2 separate regions of the Mus musculus genome follow, and region 1 is linked to region 2. The links are chromatin contacts, called in public Hi-C maps. All regions are on one chromosome and are shown on one strand. The core of a region is the stretch at or near the end of the contact, and the rest is flanking DNA. Distances in the headings are between cores, read along the strand shown. Region 1 overlaps Bcar3 (breast cancer anti-estrogen resistance 3). Region 2 has its middle 3.8 kb from the start of Gm40139.

Region 1 (4,783 bases), core at 234-2,733, 120 kb before region 2:
AATCCAACCCGTGTCCTCTAGAAGAGCAGCGAGAGCTATTAACCATTGAGCCATCCTACCAGCCCCAAATCGTGAAGCTTAAGAATAATTTAATGTATTCTCTGTGCCCTGTCTCTCTTACTGGACTGAGAACACACTGAGCACAGGCTCCATACTCTCCACACTGTTGCATCTCTAGGACAAGGCTGTTCAATAAATGTTGGTTTGTTTGTAGGAGTGTGTATGTGTGTGTCCTGCGCTGTGCAGAAGGCCTACACCCCAAACCTTCTCTTTCACCACATGCAGTGGGTTCACCAAGGGAAAGAGATCATCAAATAAAAGTGTCCATGGACTTAGGAGAATTCCCTTTAAGATCACTGAGCCACGGGCCTGGGACTGGGGTGTGACGGCCTCAGACAGCTCCCTCAGCAATAGAATATCCATCCCAAGTCCAGAGACTTGCCTCCTCCCCACACCACAGGCCAGATGCTCCTGAAGTGATGTTGACAGGCTGCTCCTACTCAGCTCCAGTATCTGTGGGCATGTTTAAAATGCCAGGGAGGACAAGGAGGACGAGGAGGACGGGGAGGACGGGGAGGATGGGGAGGACGGGGAGGATGGGGAGGACGGGGAGGACAGGGAGGACAGGGAGGACGAGGAGGATGGGGAGGATGGGGAGGACAGGGAGGACGAGGAGGATGTTAACTGGGGTGATAACCCAAAAGACAGAGTTTACTATGGGATAATTTCCATCTGTTGACTGAGAAAATAAGGAGAAACAGGTGTTTCATAGAGGGCAGGTGCTGCCTATGGTGATGTGCACGTGTGATCCAAGCATTTGGAAGGCTGGGAACAAATGATCGTGAGCTCAAGGCCAACTTGGGACTTTATAGCAACTCTCTCAACAAAAGAACAAATCTAGCCCTGACCTGGTGAGGGAGGTAATGACAACTTGGAGGAAATATTAGCTGTGCCCAGACTAACAAGGCTTTTTTTTTTTTTTAAATTTTCTATTCTATTCTTCTGATACTGAGATTAATTTATACTGAGAAATAATGATGGTACCAGGAGATATTATCTGAATTGGCTGTTGCAAACTTCAAAACGGATGCAGCTGTTGGCACAAGGACTGATATACAGAGATATCTTTGTCACAACAGTTTGCAAAAACAAATGAGAAGAGACTCGTTCTTCTCTGTCTCACCGTGCTTACTCATGGTGCTACTGTGTGTAACACCAGCTGTTGACAGGATTCAAGTGAGGACATTTTAATATTCTCATCGTGTTAACACATGGCACCAGAATTATCTCGTAACCAATACCAAAGGATGTAAGGCCTACTTAAAAATTAAATCAGCAGGTCTTTACAGCAGAACAGCCTGATGCTCCAGGCGAGGGAATCACCTTGCATCTCTAAGGTCAGAGTTAAAACCATCCACCATATGTGATCTGGGCAGCCCTGTCTGACAACCTCCCTTGGTCTGAATATCCGAGCTTCAATTTGCCCCTAAAATCACAGTAATGTTCTTTGACAACCATAACATGCCAGTGACTCATTCTGAGGCCACAGTGACCCAACTCCTAGGATATTTTTCAGGGCAAGCAGTTAATCTGAACCCCATAGTTTTACTTTGTAGTTAATGTTTTTGGACTTCCAGTGTAAGTCTTTGTCTTCCCCTAAAAAGTTTTTGCTAATTAAATTTGGTGTGCTGTTTCAGAATATGAGCATGCTTTTCTTTTTGTCTCATATCTGTCATCGGACATCCTTCTCAGGCCTCCAAAATTTGCGTCAGGCACCCAGGTGACTGCTAGGCCAATGCTATGGCCTAAATGACTTTTTGTAAATTGATGGAAATGGGGCTGAGTACATAAGCCTCACATACAGTCATGGAGCCTGAGTCTCTCCCTGTAAGGATGGCACCGATGGCTGGCATATGACTGCAGGCCTTCTCAGTATACCCAGACACTTTCGTCCCAGCAAGCATAAAACAATCCTGCTGACTTTATTAAAATAAAGTTCCCTGAGACATATGTGCCTCTCCAACTTGTCATACCCCAAACACGAAATCTTCGTTCTTACAGTCTAGCCACCACCATCTCCCCCAAGGAAAATCTCCCGACAAAGCCAGGGCCTCTCCCTCCTTTCTGTTCCCACTTTTCCCCTCTCGGTAACTGGTCCCCTCCCAGCTGCCCAGGTCACACCTGGAATGTGCCTCCTCCTCCCCCCCCCCCCCAGCTTATGAAAACCTCAGCACAGTTTGTACAGTAATTTTAACTCCCTCCCTTCTTTATAAGACAATAATAATAATAATAATAATAATAAACTACCCATTGGTTCTTTGCAATTTTTTTGTCATCCTAATATTCTCTGCAGTAACAGTGCTTGTGTGGTGGCTTCAGCTCCTATTCTGTCTCCGTGATCCCTGGGACCTTTTATTACTCTGGCCTCATGGATTCCAGACCAGCAATTCTGCCTTTACATTTCCCACCCGGCCCCTTTCCAGTCAGAGCAGTTCCTGAACCCACGCTGCAAGTGAGCAGAACAGAAGCCAACTATAAGGTTTCTCCCTTGCCTCCCTCTCCGGGCTCTGATTATTCCAAATGTCACCTCTGAAAGCTCCTTTGTTGCCCCTGGCCTTTTTCACAGCCCGCTAGCTCCACACTCCATTTCTTTCCAACCGGTGACACCTCTGCTGAGGTCCGGTCCTTGGTCGCATGGCCTGACCTTTCTGGGGATCCTGGTCCAAGGTTGGGATGCCACAGCACAAGTGGTAGCACAGAAGAGGCAGGCCCATAGGGAAAGGCTATCTATTAGATACTATCTCCACACCATGCTGGGGTGCGTTTGTGGGATACCTGGACAGATGTTAGGGTCACAGGTCGGAAGGATTGAGTGACACAAAGGGCTTCTGGTCGGTAGGAAGCTAGGTCAGCAAGCAAAGAGGATGGAGAGAACAGCATGGGAAAGTCAGAGGGCTCAAGAGCAGCGTCACTTGCTCTATGACCTGTGAACTCCTTGAGACAAAGACTTGGCCTCTCTATGGACCTCCAGTCCCTAGCCAATGCCTGGCATCTGATGGTGGTGGTTCAATAGGCTATGAATGAAAACAGGAAGGGACTCTGGTTGTCTGGTTCAACTCTAACTCACTCACTCTCTCTTTCTCTCTCCTAACTCACTCACTGCCCCCCCCCCCCCCCCCCCGCAAGTGAGCTCACGCTTGTGTGTGTGTGCATGTGAGAGAGAGAGAGAGGAAGGAAACCTGGACTAGAAAAAAAAATCCATGCAAGCAGACTAAATATGAGCTTCTTGCTGCCAGTGTGTGTGTATGTATATGTGCATACACATGTGTGCTATGCATATTGACCAGAAAAGCATGAATAATTCATTCCTTTAAACCAGTATATGCTGGCTGGAAGTGACCTTTTATACAGATTCTTAGATGGAAGAGACACCTGGAAGATCACGTGCCTCTCCTCCCTCTCTCTGGGGCCAGAGGGCTTTTATTTTAGTTTCTCTAAATAGTTTCCTATATTGAGCCTGCATCCACGGGACCATGCCTACCATCACTTTCAACCTTGAGCATCTTTTTTTCTACAGTCTGGAGAGACTGGACACATGTCCCTCTCCTTGGAAGGATGAGAGGACTGGGGAGTTCTAAAACTGCTTCTTTCTCTCAACGAGCCAACTTCTACTTAAGTCGGTTTCTAGTTCATCAGAAAGTGTAGCAAGGCCTGAGTAAGGAAAAAAAAAAAACCCAGTTCCAACAGCCAGCTGTGTTTCCTGTGCCCTCCACTACAGTGAATTGACACCGGAATCCAAGGTTGATGATACTAAACAGGTACTGGTGTATAAACCACCAAGCTGGGGCTAGCTTGTGCCTAGCAGAACCCCAGGGAGAGCATTAAGCTAAAGGTCACTACTGAAATTTTAAACTGAAGGTCTCCTGACTGAATAGAGTAAGAACAAAAACAAAAGAAAACAAAACAAAAGAAAAGAAAAGAAAAGAAAAGAAAAGAAAAGAGAGAAAGAGAGAAAAGAAAGACAGACGTACCCATACCAAGGCCAATATGTCTCTTGGCAGGCACACAAGGTCTGGCATTGGGGACTGGTCAGGCTATCAAAGCCCAAACACAGCACCTTTGATGAAAGCAGAAAGGCTCTGGCTGGCTGGTATCTGTCTGTCCTCCCTCCCTGTCCCATTCGCTCTGCCCCCATCCTTCCCTCTTCCCCACACCCTCCTAAAAGAGTAGCTTTGCTTCAGCTTCTTCTTTAGTAATCCAAAGGCAGAATAAAAGTGCTAAAAGATTTAATTAATGTCAAGGCCTCTCAGAAACAGAGTTCCATCTGAGCAGATATAGACCCGCCTTCTAGAGGAGACAACTGTTCTCAAGGGTCTGCCCTTTGAGTCCTTGGGAAGGCAGCTGTCACTCTTCCTTCCAAAGCATGAGCACCAACACAGGCATTGTGACCTTTCCACAATACACTGTGACACTGTTGTCATCTACGAAGCTGATGCCCACTTACCAAACAATCTAGTCATCGTGTTTTTAAGTAAGTTTATGATTTTACATTGGGTCGTCCTCTGGATTGTCCTTGGCTGCAGCATGCACAGACACATCTGGATCATCTGGGAGGATCGGTTTGAATAGCTAGGGCCACTGAATGCTCACTGAGATACAGACACAGGTCCAAGGGTGTGGCGCCCCCTGGAGGTGTGTCTGCTTTAACCAAATAAAAGATGTTTATTGGGGGAAAAAAAAATCAACTAAAATAGTGTACTTTACTTTATCAAAAAGCTTATTA
Region 2 (4,689 bases), core at 1,443-3,942:
GTTCACCCTGATTTTCTCCACCTCCTCGTTCTCCACTTTAAGGTTTATCTTCTCCCTGGCCTGGTGACTGTCCAGATGGGACACCTGGAGGGTTATCTCTTGTACTTTATCCAGACCTTGAATGTGGGTCATGGCACCTTGAGCCTATCTCGGTGCAGATAGGAGGTGCTAGACACAAAAGCAGAGATTCCTCCAAGGCTTTGGCAAGCACTGGGTGCTGAAGCCAAGGATACCCAGGCTGAAATGAAGTCTAAATGGTGGGAGAAGGGCTCCAGGAGTGATGGAAAGCTGTGTGTGAGGACAGGGAGGGGGACAATTGGGGTGATGGGTAGGGAGCAGTGCTGTTAGATTCTTCTCTAATGTCACTCTTACACTGTGGCCAGTTTTAGGGGGACGGAGTGGGACCCCTTGCTTGAAAGCCTATCGTCACAGCAAACAGGCTCATCGTAAGGGTATCCTCCTGTGAGAAACAGTCTTTCTGGGTACCACTGGGCATCTTTGACTCCACCCCTTTCTTGACTTCATCCTCAGAAGAGATTGTCTAAGATGAGTATGAATGAAATATTCCAATCATTTGGAAAACTGGACTCTCTTCTGGCAAGGACAATGATGAAGAGACATCTTCAATAGCACTGAATCTGAGGGGAAGGCATGGCCTCAGAGAAGCCAGTCCATTTTGAAGTCAGTCCCCAGACAGTAGAGTCTAGTCCTAGGTAGAGAGAGCCAGGGCTAGAGAGGTCATAGGAGGAGTGCCATGCCAGCAGGGTAAGTGAAGAAATGAGGTGCCTGAAAACCGGGCAGATGAGGTAACAGCAGAGGAGGAGAGTATGGTAGTGACCTCAGCGTCTGGAACTGTAGGTCTCTCGACCCAGAAGGGATGAGACCCTCAATGAACTAACAACCCAGGGAAGCAGAAGGGCCCTTGGGGCCCCAAAGGCACTCATAAATAACACCCCAGACCATAAAGGATAGCACATGATTGATGGGTTTTGACAGAAAACGGAAGCGCATCTATTCACCGGAAGAACCATGAAGGAGTGAAAAGATAAGACATAAACAGAGAAAATATCAGCAATGCATACAACTAATAAGGGATTAAGATCCAGAGACTGACTACATCAAGCGCTCCTACAAATCAATACTGAGATGAGCCTCAAACCACGGCACAGGCCTGGAATCCCAGGACTTGAGAGGCTGGTGCAGCTTGAGGCCAATGTGGGTTCTGTCTCAAAACAAAAAACAAGCAGAGGCAGAGGGATTTCTGGGAGTTTGAGGCCAGACTGGTCTGTACAACAAGTTCCAGGCTATCCAGGGCTACATAGCGAGAGTCTGTCAAGAAACAAACAAACAAACAAACACAGAAAAACAAACAAACAAAAACCCAGACAAATATGTATGTTTGTATATATATATATGTATACACACACACACACATATATTAGATGGGAACCTGGTGTGTTGTTCAGAGTAAAAGTACATTCCTTGCATGGGCAAGGACATAGAGTTGAACTTCAATGCGCCCCATACATACACATGCATACATGCACACATGTGCACACACAGGGGGTCAAAGCATGTGATCATGAACTTTGGAAGGGAAAAGCCTGGAGAAGAATCAGAGGATACACAGCATCTGGGTTGGAGCATGAGCTGGTCCAAAATGCTGGTCAAATGATTTAGGGTTACCTAGTAAAATTAAAACTATAAATACCTCAGATTTCACCTCTAATTATATACTCTAAATTGAGTTTTTCCATTTTAGTACATTGATATCTTGGATCAGATAAATTCTTTTGTTGTTTTTAAGGAGGTGTGCCTCACACAGCAGCCACGATCTGTACCCCAGTGGTGCAAACCAAAAGTGGGTGAGACATTCATCAGATTTCTCTAACATTGTTAAACCTTACCCAGGATCAGAGCTGCTGCAGTAGGCTCAGGTGCACTAAACTTCACCCCAGGTTCAAAACGATGACAGTAGGCTCACATACACTGGCAGATTTATTGAGAATGTTCAGAGAAGCATGATACAAAATTGAAACAGAAACAGAAAAATCTTGCATATGTACAGTGAGGGAGAGAGAACAAGATTGAAATAATTACCGTGAGATATTATACAGTTATAAAAATGAATGAATTTATGCTGAGACATTAGCAGGGCATGGTGGTGTGTGTGTGGAATTCTAGCAGTCAGGAAAAGCGGAGACAAGGAACCCATAAGTTCAAGGTCATCGTTACCTATGCAGGTGATGATGTTTGAGGCCAGCGTGGCATACATAGGAACTTTTCTCAAAAACAAATGAGAGAAGAGGAAGAAAGAGAGAATGTCATGTAAAATTTTAAATAATATATTATTAGAGGAACATACATCTATGGTGTAGGGTAAACTACATTCCCCTAAAGTGACTGAGATAATATTTCTGGCCTATTTCTCTTCTAGAACCTTACCGTAGTTCTCCCATCAAGGAGTGGCGGCGGCGGCGTTCTTTCCTGACAGCCACGTGGGGTCTTTGTGATTGTTTCTACTACTAATCCTACGTGTTTCTGAGACCAAGTCACAACAGCCAGTGTGACCTTGTTTTCTCTCTTGTCTTGCTCATACTTGGAATTCACTCACCACAGTGTGAGGAAGCCCAGGCTACATGAGGAGGCCCACATAGAGCACAAGTGCCCAGGGCCTAAACCCAGAGCCAGCCAGCCAGCCAGCCAGCCAGCCAGCAGTGAGTCATTTGAGAACTGGATCCAACCATAGCTGAGCTGCTCTGGCAATGATGTATTGTTATCTGTACAGAATCTTGCCCCAATTACAGAGTAGTGAGGCAAAGAAAAAAATATTGTGATTTTTTTACACCATTAACTCCATAAACAATATGCATCCGAGATAGATAGTAGACGCCCTAGTGAACATTGAGGGGTAAGAAGCAGAGCTCAGAAGCAGGGTCACAAGTTAGGGAAGAGATGGAATAGGATGGATTCGAGTCAGAGAGAAACTACCTAACATAGACTGGGTAGTCCACAAAATGACAGGACCTCCTCTGACATTTAAGAGCAATTAAACCATGGTCCGAAGCTGAAAGGAAATAGTTCTATGAATATTAAAGAGCTGGTGAAAATTCTGGTTTCCAGAGGGCAACGGCGTCCCGAGGAGAAGCACAATCCACCCGCTAGGCTTTCAGTGCAGCCCCGGTGCTCTGCCGGGCTAGAGAAGGCAGCTCTACTGCCTAGCTAACGCTGTCGGTTGTTTAATCAGCACTCTACGGTTATCTGCTGACATTTGAGAAACGGTGAAAAACCCTTGAAGGGACAAAGTGAGCATTGTGGCTCTGAGCTGCTAGGGACACTCAGGACTGGCTCTGAGCGGTGGTGGTGTGAACACCAGACACTTATCCTGCAGGGCAAGTGCTCTGTGCACGCTCACCTCCAGGAGAGACTGGTGCTGGGAAACCCCGCTTGCCGGTGGTGCCACCCCCCCCCCCTGCAGTTGGCCGTGCCTCCGCAGTGGGAATCCCAAGGCACTGGATCTGGCAGTGACAGCAAATCCCAGGTCTTCAGGAGACCTGTGCTCCACCCCAGGAACTTCTAACAGGACCAGCGTGGGAAGAGTTGGAATGGAGCAGCTGGACCGTTCTGGAACTTTAGCACATCATTTGTCCCTGTTCTTCAGATGAGCAGTGTGCCGTCGGTACCCTTTAAACAGAAAGTGTCTACACGGTGGTCTTTTCCAAAGAAAAAGCAGATAGAAAGGAAGAGAGAGAGAGAGAGAGAGAGAGAGAGGGAGGGAGAGAGAGAGAGAGAGCACAAAAGCCAAATATCGCTCTTATTATTTTCCACGGTAGGACGGGAAGCTATTCTTTCTAAATCAGGGCTGGTTGGGGGCTGTGGCAAACAGAGAACTTCTGGATGGGATCACCCATGCACACCTCATCTCCAGTCTACAGATGATCCGAGGAGACCTCACTAATGTATCCAGTCTTCTGATACAGAAGTCGCAAACCCACAATCTTTAAATAGTGTGTCAGCTAAACAATCATGTACATGAGCCACCTCTGGATACGTAGAAAGAACGATAGCTACATCCTAGGGCTGCAAAGTGAATACATTGAAATACGATCTACAATAATTAATTTGTGAATATATACATAGTGAAAAATCTATAAACATGATACAAAATAAGTCTAGTGAAAACCAGTGCTCCCAAGGATGGGTGAAATAGTATCTTCCATCCCTTGTGCTACGTTTAAAACTTCACGACAAAACACCTTCTAGGGGCTGGTGAGATGGCTCAGTGGGTAAGAGCACCCGACTGCTCTTCTGAAGGTCCGAAGTTCAAATCCCAGCAACCACATGGTGGCTCACAACCACCCGTAATGAGATCTGATGCCCTCTTCTGGTGTATCTGAAGACAACTACAGTGTACTTACATATAATAAATAAATAAATCTTTAAAAAAAAAAAAAAAAAAAAACACCTTCTATCAGGTGATGGGGGCTGCTTCTCCTCCCCTTGAACCCGAATGGGATTTTATCATTTCCCAAAGCCACGGCTTTAGGAAATGGTGCTAAATCCCCTCTGCACATGGGCTGTAAATAAGTCACAGGGCTCTACCTTGTTCCTGTATTCCCGTGGCACAGAAGTGAGCTGGCTTCCCGGTAGTAGGAAGACAGCAGGAAGCAAATGGGTTGCTAGATTAGT

The links. Hi-C and Micro-C count contacts between places; a contact is called where the count stands out from the background.
Region 1: a contact with region 2 is called in a Hi-C map of the C2C12 cell line, with 4 times the contacts expected there. The contact joins two enhancer-like sites. A contact is called at or near these places in 4 of 39 promoter capture datasets (the 3T3-L1 cell line, the C10 cell line, hippocampal neurons and 1 more), 3 of 15 datasets of contacts at CTCF or cohesin (the NIH/3T3 cell line, large pre-B cells and pro-B cells), 30 of 484 Hi-C or Micro-C datasets (B cells, the C10 cell line, the C2C12 cell line and 19 more), 20 of 115 datasets of contacts at active chromatin or transcription factors (the 230-238 cell line, the NIH/3T3 cell line, astrocytes and 11 more) and 2 of 9 other capture datasets (adipose tissue and liver).

The regions. Positions count from the first base shown.
Region 1 is chr3:122,435,056-122,439,838 of GRCm38.p6, reverse strand. The region is part of intron 2 of Bcar3 (breast cancer anti-estrogen resistance 3); the gene reads right to left. Among named protein-coding and RNA genes, the nearest start is that of Bcar3, 18 kb to the right of the region's middle. Within about 2 kb of position 1,483, at least 9 of the 459 cell types and tissues checked have an H3K27ac peak or open chromatin away from gene starts, as enhancers often do. A contact at or near this core is called in the C2C12 cell line, granulosa cells, muscle stem cells and 1 more, where this site is marked.
Region 2 is chr3:122,315,519-122,320,207 of GRCm38.p6, reverse strand. No RefSeq gene overlaps it. Among named protein-coding and RNA genes, the nearest start is that of Gm40139, 3.8 kb to the left of the region's middle. Within about 2 kb of position 2,692, at least 63 of the 459 cell types and tissues checked have an H3K27ac peak or open chromatin away from gene starts, as enhancers often do. A contact at or near this core is called in the C2C12 cell line, granulosa cells, muscle stem cells and 1 more, where this site is marked.